Linked DNA regions of Sus scrofa: region 1 is linked to region 2. Evidence: chromatin contacts called from public promoter capture Hi-C data. All regions are on one chromosome and are shown on one strand. Each heading gives the region's core, a stretch centred on a gene start, on an enhancer-like site or on the middle of the called end of the contact. The rest is flanking DNA. Distances are from core to core; before and after follow the strand shown.

The links. Promoter capture Hi-C pulls out the DNA fragments that hold promoters and counts their contacts.
Region 1: a promoter capture Hi-C map of fetal liver shows a contact between it and region 2, with 2.5 times the contacts expected there. The contact joins the promoter of LCA5L here to the promoter of PSMG1 in region 2. A contact is called at or near these places in 1 of 5 promoter capture datasets (fetal liver) and 1 of 47 Hi-C or Micro-C datasets (embryonic fibroblasts).

What each region holds. Positions count from the first base shown.
Region 1 is chr13:203,043,529-203,047,775 of Sscrofa11.1, forward strand. It overlaps LCA5L (lebercilin-like protein), which reads right to left and starts at 1,671. Exons shown (of 9, transcript XM_005670355.3): 1 at 1,364-1,671. SH3BGR (SH3 domain binding glutamate rich protein) reads left to right here and starts at 3,047. Exons shown (of 8, transcript NM_001244236.1): 1 at 3,047-3,251. The coding sequence starts at 3,207.
Region 2 is chr13:202,773,408-202,777,536 of Sscrofa11.1, forward strand. PSMG1 (proteasome assembly chaperone 1) reads right to left here and starts at 2,192. Exons shown (of 7, transcript NM_001244457.1): 1 at 2,017-2,192; 2 at 698-804. The coding sequence starts at 2,150. BRWD1 (bromodomain and WD repeat-containing protein 1) reads right to left here. Exons shown (of 42, transcript XM_021070988.1): 42 at 2,633-4,129.

The DNA of each region.
Region 1 (4,247 bases), core at 421-2,920, 270 kb after region 2:
TCCTGGTCCGGGAACCTCCATATGCTGCAGGTGTGGCCCTAAAAAGCAAAATAAAATAAAAAAAAATAAAGTCACAATTCTCGAAATACATACTAAAAACGGTGCTAGTTTACCTATGGAAAATTTAAAATTCATATCCTTTTAAAAAAACCTTAGTCACATGAAAGAACAGAGAACGGGAAAAGAGTACACTGTCTACACTCGAGGCAATTAGGAGGCTGCAGAAATTATCCAGGCCTGGGCCAGGGTGGTGATAGTGGGGCTGGGAGAAATGACTGGTGTGTGGGTACTTTGTGAAGGATGTCTTGACAGACTGACACGAGAAGGGACAGAATGGGAGTCAAGAAAGACACCAAGGGCCAGACGGCTAGGAGAATGGTTTCCAGTTACTGGGGTGGGTAACAGCAAGGGAGGAACAGGTGTAAGGCAACGTTCTGGACTTGCTGTGCTGGAGATGCCTTAGACATCTAAGTAGAGATATGGGCAGGCAGACACTGGTCTCACGGTCAGAGGAGGGTCAGGGATGGAGACAGACAAGAGAGGTTCACTGCGCTTTGAGCCCACGAGACTCGACAAATTTAACTAGAAAGGGAGAACAGATTAGAAAAGAAAAAGGTTCAAGGTCGTGTTTGGCAGTGAAAAACTAGTCTGCAAAAAGTCACCGGATGGCACACCTGTGGCAAGGAAATGTTAAAGCACCCCGGGGAAACCGTGGACATAGTTCCAAGGTCGAGGTGAGTAGGTGAGGGACAAACACAGAACAAACAAAGGATTCAGATTTCCTCCGGTTTGGTGATTGGGGCGTGTCAGCGCTAAGGGGAGAAGAAAAAAAGAAAACACGGCAAAAGAAAGCTGGTAGGAGCAAAAGTGAAGTTATCAGATTCATATATAAGAGATACATGACGGCGAAAGCCTGAGAGTCGGGTGGGCGGGTGACATCGACCCCAGCGTGACCGGGGTACAGGGTCGGGTGGGGTGACTGGAGCCTGGCCGCTCCCCTGGCCGCACCCGCGCCGGCTCCCAGCCGGGCCCTGCCCCAGTTCCTCCAGCAGCCAGACCGCGTGCGGGCGGGTCGGGGTCCCGGGGCCAGCGTGGGCTTGTGTGCTGCGTGGGCTCGGTCACTGGCCGAGCAGGGAAGAAGGACGCCGACAGTGGCTCTTCAGGCTGCACTTTGCAGGAGGAAGCGGCCTGACGACCTGGCTACATTACCAACTCGAGTACAGCCAGGCAGCGAGGCCCGAGCTGGGCAGGGGCTACAGCTGAGTGACCAGGCGACACTGTAAGTTAAGGTTCGGAAAGTTTAGCAGGAGGCTCGGCTGGGGCTGGGCGGAGGCCTCGGGCTGCAGGGCGCGGCGGCGGTTACCTGTTGCGCGCGGCTCCGGCTGCAGCGCTAACCCAGCGGCCTCCCGGCGCTGACGCGTTGCCCTGGAAACTGGCACGCTGGGCCTTCTGGGACCTGCCGGGAGGGGCGGAGCCGCGAGTCTGCGCGCACGCGCACTGGGACCCCGTCTGGTGGTGCGTGGCTCCGGCGGTCTAGGGCGGGGGAGAGTCCTGCTCCACGTGATTCCTCCTTGAGAGAGAAGTGAGCTGGCGGCGTAGGCGTTTGCAAAGGAGCCTCAGGTTGCACCTCCTCAGGGCCCGGGACCTCGGTGGCGCCCTGGCCGCGCCGGGGTGAGAGAGCCGGCCCCGCGACGTCCCCGTAGGCTCGGAGATCCCGCGGTTCTTTCGCGCGCCGGTTAGCCCTCGCCCTTGCACCGGGTGTTTTGAATCCGAGTCCGTTGCGCGTGTCTGGTTCCTAGCTTGGGAGGGGCGTGGATGGAGAGCTGAGCGCTCCTGTTAACCTCTCTGTGTAAAGATAGATTTCTTGGGTGAAAGGAGAAAACCATGACAATGAAGCAATGCATGCTTGGTGTAGAAAATTGACAATGTACAGGAAAGTACAAGAAGATGTAAAAATCACCAAGATCATGGAATTACAAGTGCTAAAAAGTGATTGCGTAAGAATTTTTAGTGATACATTGGCATCATTAACGAAGCTTAGCACTATTTCTCTTCTCCTCTTCCTCCTCCTCCCATTGTATCAACGCCCTGTTGAATGTCCTTGTAGATTAATTTTAGGGGTCACTCCTAGTTAGAATGCGTTCTTCCAGGTTGCCATAGCCACCTCCTCCTTGAGCAGCAAGGGACTTAAAAAAGAGACTCATTTCTCTAAAGAGGACTAAATATCCTCCCTTCGTTTGCCCCTAACACCCTTGATCTTGGTTTTGGAACCCATCGAAGAGTTGGGTGGCTAGCTTTTGGGCGTCTTACTAGATTTTTAACAACAACAGCAAAATCTAACTTTGAACACAATTCAAACATCTATACAAATAAGATGAGGGAGCCTGCTACCAACAGACCATTAATCTCCCCCCCCACACCCCGCCCCAAGGTCTCTGAAACAGCGGAGACAATTTGTTTGTTGAAGTCATGGGTGCTGACAAGCCAGCCGCCACCTCCCTGCCGGGTCTGGGATGTCAGTGAAACCTTACACGGTCCCTCGGCTTGTCAGCTCCGGTTCTTTAAAAGGAACAGGTGGCAAAGGGAGAAAACTGGCCACAGGCCACTCTTAACGGAATCTATTGTATGACGATTCATTTGATTTGTAAACAGATGTGTCAGAAAAATTAAAAGGAAGGAACGCGCTCTGTATTTGTTTAAAGGCTTCGGTGCCTGTTCTGACCCTTCCGGTTCGTTTGGCAGAAGCCCTGTAAACAAAGCCTCCTCCGGGACCGAGCCGGTGTTTTCTGGGCTTTTCCGGCTCCCGAGAGCCCTTCCCTCCTCCTCCCTCCTCCTCCTCCTCCGGTACCCGGGCCCCACCTCCCTCCGGTCCGAGACACCTCCCCGCCGGTCTCTGATTGGTGCAGAGCGCAGCCTTGCCTTTTAGGGACTGTTGTCGGGCTGTTAAAGTGATAAGGGAAAGCGTCCAGTGGCTGCTTTTACCAACCAATCAACTATTTTCCTGACAGATCCCCAAATATTCCCGAGCCAATGGAGGGGAGAGCCCGAGATGCCTGGGCCTCTCCTGGGAGAGGCAGGAGCTCAGACAGCCCTGGGCCCCCGCCAGCCCCCACCTGGCATTTGTCTGTGTCACTGTCAGGATTTGTCTAGCGCCGCGTCCCCTAGCAGGGGTGTGTTGGGGGGAGCCCTCTTTCCAGACTCTCAAAATGGTTATCAAAGTGTTTGTTGCCACATCTTCTGGGTCCATAGCGGTAGGTGTCTGATGGAATGGGGGGGCTTGTCTTCCTGTCCTACTTTCTGAGTATCTTAGACTTGGAATAGAAGGAGCCGGTATGACCCAGCGCTGGCCTTAAATTTCTTTTTTCAGGCGTAAGTAAACGCGGCTCGGCAGTCAGTCTGTGAGCCCTTTGCTTTCGGCCTTGGTTCGAATGGTGTTTAGCGTGTGAAATGTGTGATCCGGGGTAGCTGGGTGTGGAAGGGGAGTCCAGGAAGGGGGCGTGTTGCTGCTAGAACTTTGAACATGTGATTTCAGTCCTGTTGTATCGCATATGTATCTATGATCGAATCAGAGGGACTTTTTTGGTGTGTGGAGTGTTTCTGCCGTTCCTTCTGTCAGATTTATTTAAAATTGCACATAATGTAAAAATATTTGGAGCGTATGATGGACCAGATTATTAAAATGACTCCTGGGTGCAATGACTTGTGTATATCATGTAACTGTAACAAAAAGTGTAAAGTTAGCGTGTGTAATGCTATTATTTGAGGAAAATGATACCGCAGTGACCAGAACAAACATTTCTAAGGCCCCAGATTTAGATATGCCAGGAATTCAAACGGACCAAAAATAGGCGTGAAAAGTCGACCCCCCCATAACATCGCTTGGTCAGATTTCGCGTAAAGGAAGGGCTTTTCTCCTTGGAAATAGTTCAGGCTTTGATTTTAGGCTTGAACCTGCAGAGTCTGCCTGGGACTGAGATTTCAGCCAGCATTTTAGCATCTCAGAGGCTGTGGAGAGAAAACAGTTTTATTAGTCCTGAAAGCGGGAGACCTGCAGCGGGGCTGTTTCCTTTTATATCTGGTCCCTGGACCTTCTCAGGTTGCAGCCTGGGCTTCAGTGGTCACTCAGCTCGGGATGATTCCAGGCGGGTGGGTGGCCCAGGGAACAGTCCTAAGGGCAGCTCCTGAATGCCACCTCCCCCCGCAAAGTTCACGCGGTTTCCAGACGGGATAAGAGGAAAACAGAGGAA
Region 2 (4,129 bases), core at 942-3,441:
CACGCTGAGCCGGGAGATCAGGAGGACAGGCGTAGCGACAGGCCTTCCACACTCTCGCACTCTATACCCGAAGACCTCAGGCCAGGAGAACCTGACATCAACAGTCCAGGTACTGTTCTACTGGCTCTAGCAGTACCTCCCGGCGCAAAGAATCTCTCCTCCAGGCCCATAAATGCCCTAAATCACCCAGGTGCGGGTGTGCGCTGTTCTAACTCAACTCTTCACCCTTCTGACTTAACCTATCAAACGGATTCATATACGACAAGATCCCAGAGATGAAATACTAAAAAAAAACCTCATGATTATTTCTGTTATTTTTAGAGTTCTCATTATGTTTTCAAAGGAGTCTGTTCATTTAAAACACTTGAGGGAGCCCTGCAACTGGGGGCCGCATGCACATGCCGCCACCCCCCACCCCCAGTCTGGCCAAAACTGGCCCAGAAGCCTAAGAAAACCTGGACACTAGAAACTCTTTTTGAGTTTGGAAGTTCCCGAAGCCGAGGATATTTCCCTTAAATCTTATCTTCCAAGTTCATCAAAAAGTGTCACAGGAGCAAGGATAGATTTCACTCAGATACAAGTTTCCTCTGCTATGACTTTTTTGAGAAAAGTAACAGACATCTGAAACTTTTTATGCTGGAGAGACATAATGTCAGACTTTGCTCTTTCAACAAAACAATGTAGCATCTCCACTTACCTACTGCATTATTTCCTATAGCGATTATGAACTTGGAGCAAGGATATTTTTCTAGCAGAGAAACGTCCAAAGATGTTTTTGTCTGTCTTCGAAGGAGCCGAACCTCCCTAACACAAGGAACAAGAGAGACAACTAAAGCCATTTAAATATACTCAGTATCAGAGTGTGACATAAAGGGAACAAATATGATTTTGTGTTAAGAAAAATGCAAACTTTAACTTTATAAAGAAAATAATTACAATCCTAAGGAAACAGTGGATTCGTGCAACAATAATTAATAGGTAAAACCATTCACAGAGAACTAACTGTATGAGACAGATCAGGCTGTCCAGGTGACCCGCTGATCAACCCATCTCAGCATCCCTAAAAGTGGGATAACTGGGTACAGCGTGAAGTAAGACACCGCAAAAACCACTTCCGAGGCATTCGCGCCAGCAAAGCATTGACCAAGCCTCTAGAAAGAACTTTCCTTAACAGGCAAAGCGGGTATACACCCATCTGCACAAAGGACACCAAGAAGAAGCAATGAGACAAACCTAGAGCGTGAGACATCCTAGAGGACAACCAGCCTCTCAGCAACCGTGAAAAAGGAAGGCAGGTGCTCTAACATGAAAGGAAATTCAAGAGACAACACGTCCAAATGTAAGGTGTGGGCTGCGTCAGGGTTCTGATTTACAGAAACACTGTAAAATGTCACATCTAAGACAACTGGATAAACCTGATCGTGGACTGGCTACTAAATAGTAATCAAAAGTATTGTTAAGTATTACGGATGATGACAGCATCTGTACGATGTCTAGCTCGTTGGAGAAGCATTCTGTAAAATGCAGAGGTGAAAGGCCATGGTGACTGGGACTCACCTGGGGCTAGTGAGACAGAAAGTAACTGTGGCACAATCTTATGGGATTGGATGGGCGTAAAATAGCGTTTTACTATTCTCTCCAATGACTGTGTATTTGGAAATAATACTTTCTTTAAAAAGACAGAGCCATCTGGTACTGACACATCCTGCTACCTAACTGGAGTGGAGCAGATGATAAATTTTTTAATAAGAGTTGTCTTAGGTCCGTGGACTAAACACACGACACTCCTGGGGCACGAAGACTGCCCTGCAACCCTGGAAAACCTAACAAGCCCGCAGGAAACGCGCCGCATCACTGCTAAAGGAGGCCTTTAAAGAACGCGAGAGCCCGCCGCAGGCCCACCCGCAGCTGGCGCGGCCGGACCCGCCGGGACCCGCCGCAACCTGCGGCCTGCGCGCCGCCCCGGCTCCTGCGCCCGCCCGGCCCGCGTCTGCGACGGCGCGCCCAGCACCTCACCTCTTTCGTGCCAGCTGTCGCCGGACCTCCCTGTCCTCGGGCGTCTCCCTCCTCCCCTCTTCTTCCTCCTCCTCATCCTCCGTCCCGGCTCGGCAAGGCGCCTTCACCACCTCGCCGAAGAACGTGGCCGCCATGATCTCCCTCCCGGCCGGCTTGCGGCGCCACAAGGCAGCGCATGCGCCCCGCGCATGCGCGCTGCGCGGGCCACGCCCACGCCCCGCCCCTGGCTGCGGGCACGCCCCCTGGCCCACCTGGGGCTCGCGCCCCCGGAAACCGGAGCCACCAAGAGACCGGACGACTGCGGGCTAGAAAGGCCAGGCGAGCCGGGGGGCGGGGCCGCTGTCCCTGCAGGTAACCCACGCGGAAGAGGAGGGGCTCGGCCGCCCCCGCCCTAGTCGGCAGCGCGCCGGGGACCCGGGCCAGCCGGACCGCCTTTCCTTGCGCAGCTCTGCGGTTTCTTCTCGCTTAGGAGTGACGGGATGCGCTGTGGTTTATTAAGCGCCCGGCTTCAAACCTTGACTGTCCCCAGGTAGGTGCCGGCCCCTGGCCTGGCGCCTCCTTGGGACAGCGGACAGAGGATGGGTGGAAGGGCAGGAAGAAATACAGTGCTTCGTAGTGTTGTAAAAATGAGCCTTTACTCTGGCAGTAGGAATTCACATTTCAAAAGCCGATGATTGTCGAGCTAATCTAAAAGATTTCATGAGAATGCAAAAATAGTTGCTTCATTTCTAAAACTTGGCTATTTCATACAAAATTTGTTTTCGCTTTAAATAGCCTTTCATTAATAAGCAAGATATGTAATTATTTTTGAACTGGTTCTCTTCTCTCAATTTTGCTGGAAAACAGTTCACGGAGCACTAGTCCAAGCAGAAGAAAAAAAGGGACACTGTACCACAGTTTAAATGAAAATGAAAAAATACAATATTGCAACAACAACAAAAAAAAACACCATTTATCTAGTGCTGAAACTAGAGGGCATTGCTTACATTCTGGAAACTTGCCAGTAAAGAGTCACAAAGTTAAGTACTAATTTGGGGTGAGGGCAGCCTCGAGATGAAAAAATATCAGAAGTATGTTGCTTAGAAACATCTCTTTTTAAGATGTGGAGAAACAATGATCAACAAAAGCATTTACATAAAGCCAGTGGTTAGCGATTTACACCTTACTGCAAAATAGTATTTTCAGTTGTGAGGCAAGATTTGAACACCTAAGTATAAATAGTAAGACCAAACTGCTATCTAGTAGGAATAGGAAATTTTGGGTATAGTCAGTGAGCTAGAATATGCAAGATTATCTGTGCAATATTTTAAAACTGCATTAACACTCCTGGGTTATTTGACTTTATAGAATGAATTGCAGAATAAAAGTTTGGGTATTACTTTGTCTTAGTCCTTTTGTGGAATAAAATAACTTCCTTTTTAGCCTCAACTGGATTTCGTTACATTACGAAGTAATCATTTCTGGAAAGCTGACAAAAATGATAACTAGAATAATGACAGCACATTTAACCATGATTAAAATTCTGCATACATTTCAGAGAGTTTTGCAAGGATGTTAAATTTTAAACAAATGCTTATTTCATGCAGTTACAGTCAATTTAGGCCAAGCACTTTAAATAGGGCAAGTCTATGTTCAAATTAAATACCCAACCACTGGGAAAGCAGAGTTACAATTTTGAAATGAATTCTTCATGTCACTGAAACTGTCAAAAAATTTTGCATAAAATAGTCTTAACTGAGATTTTAACATTTTCATTTTATGGCATTTGTTGAGGACATAACATACCCAGTAAGAAATTTCTATGAAATTAAGTGTAAATATGGGACTGGAAATAAGTTTAAACATTTCATTAAAGATCAAAAATCAAACCCCATGCACCTAAGAATATTAGCAGTTTATTAGGAATTCTTCCCTTTCTCACCTGTACTAGTAACAAGTTACTGGTATCTGTATTTCAGATGAAAATATACTATAAACAGAGCAAAGAACACAGACTCCGCAGGTTAGAAATATTCTGGCTTAGGCTAAGAAAAAGAAAATGACAACAAAAAGCCTTTTTTTAAGCAGACATGCAACCACAAACAAATTTCTCAAGTAATCAAGACACTTGTTT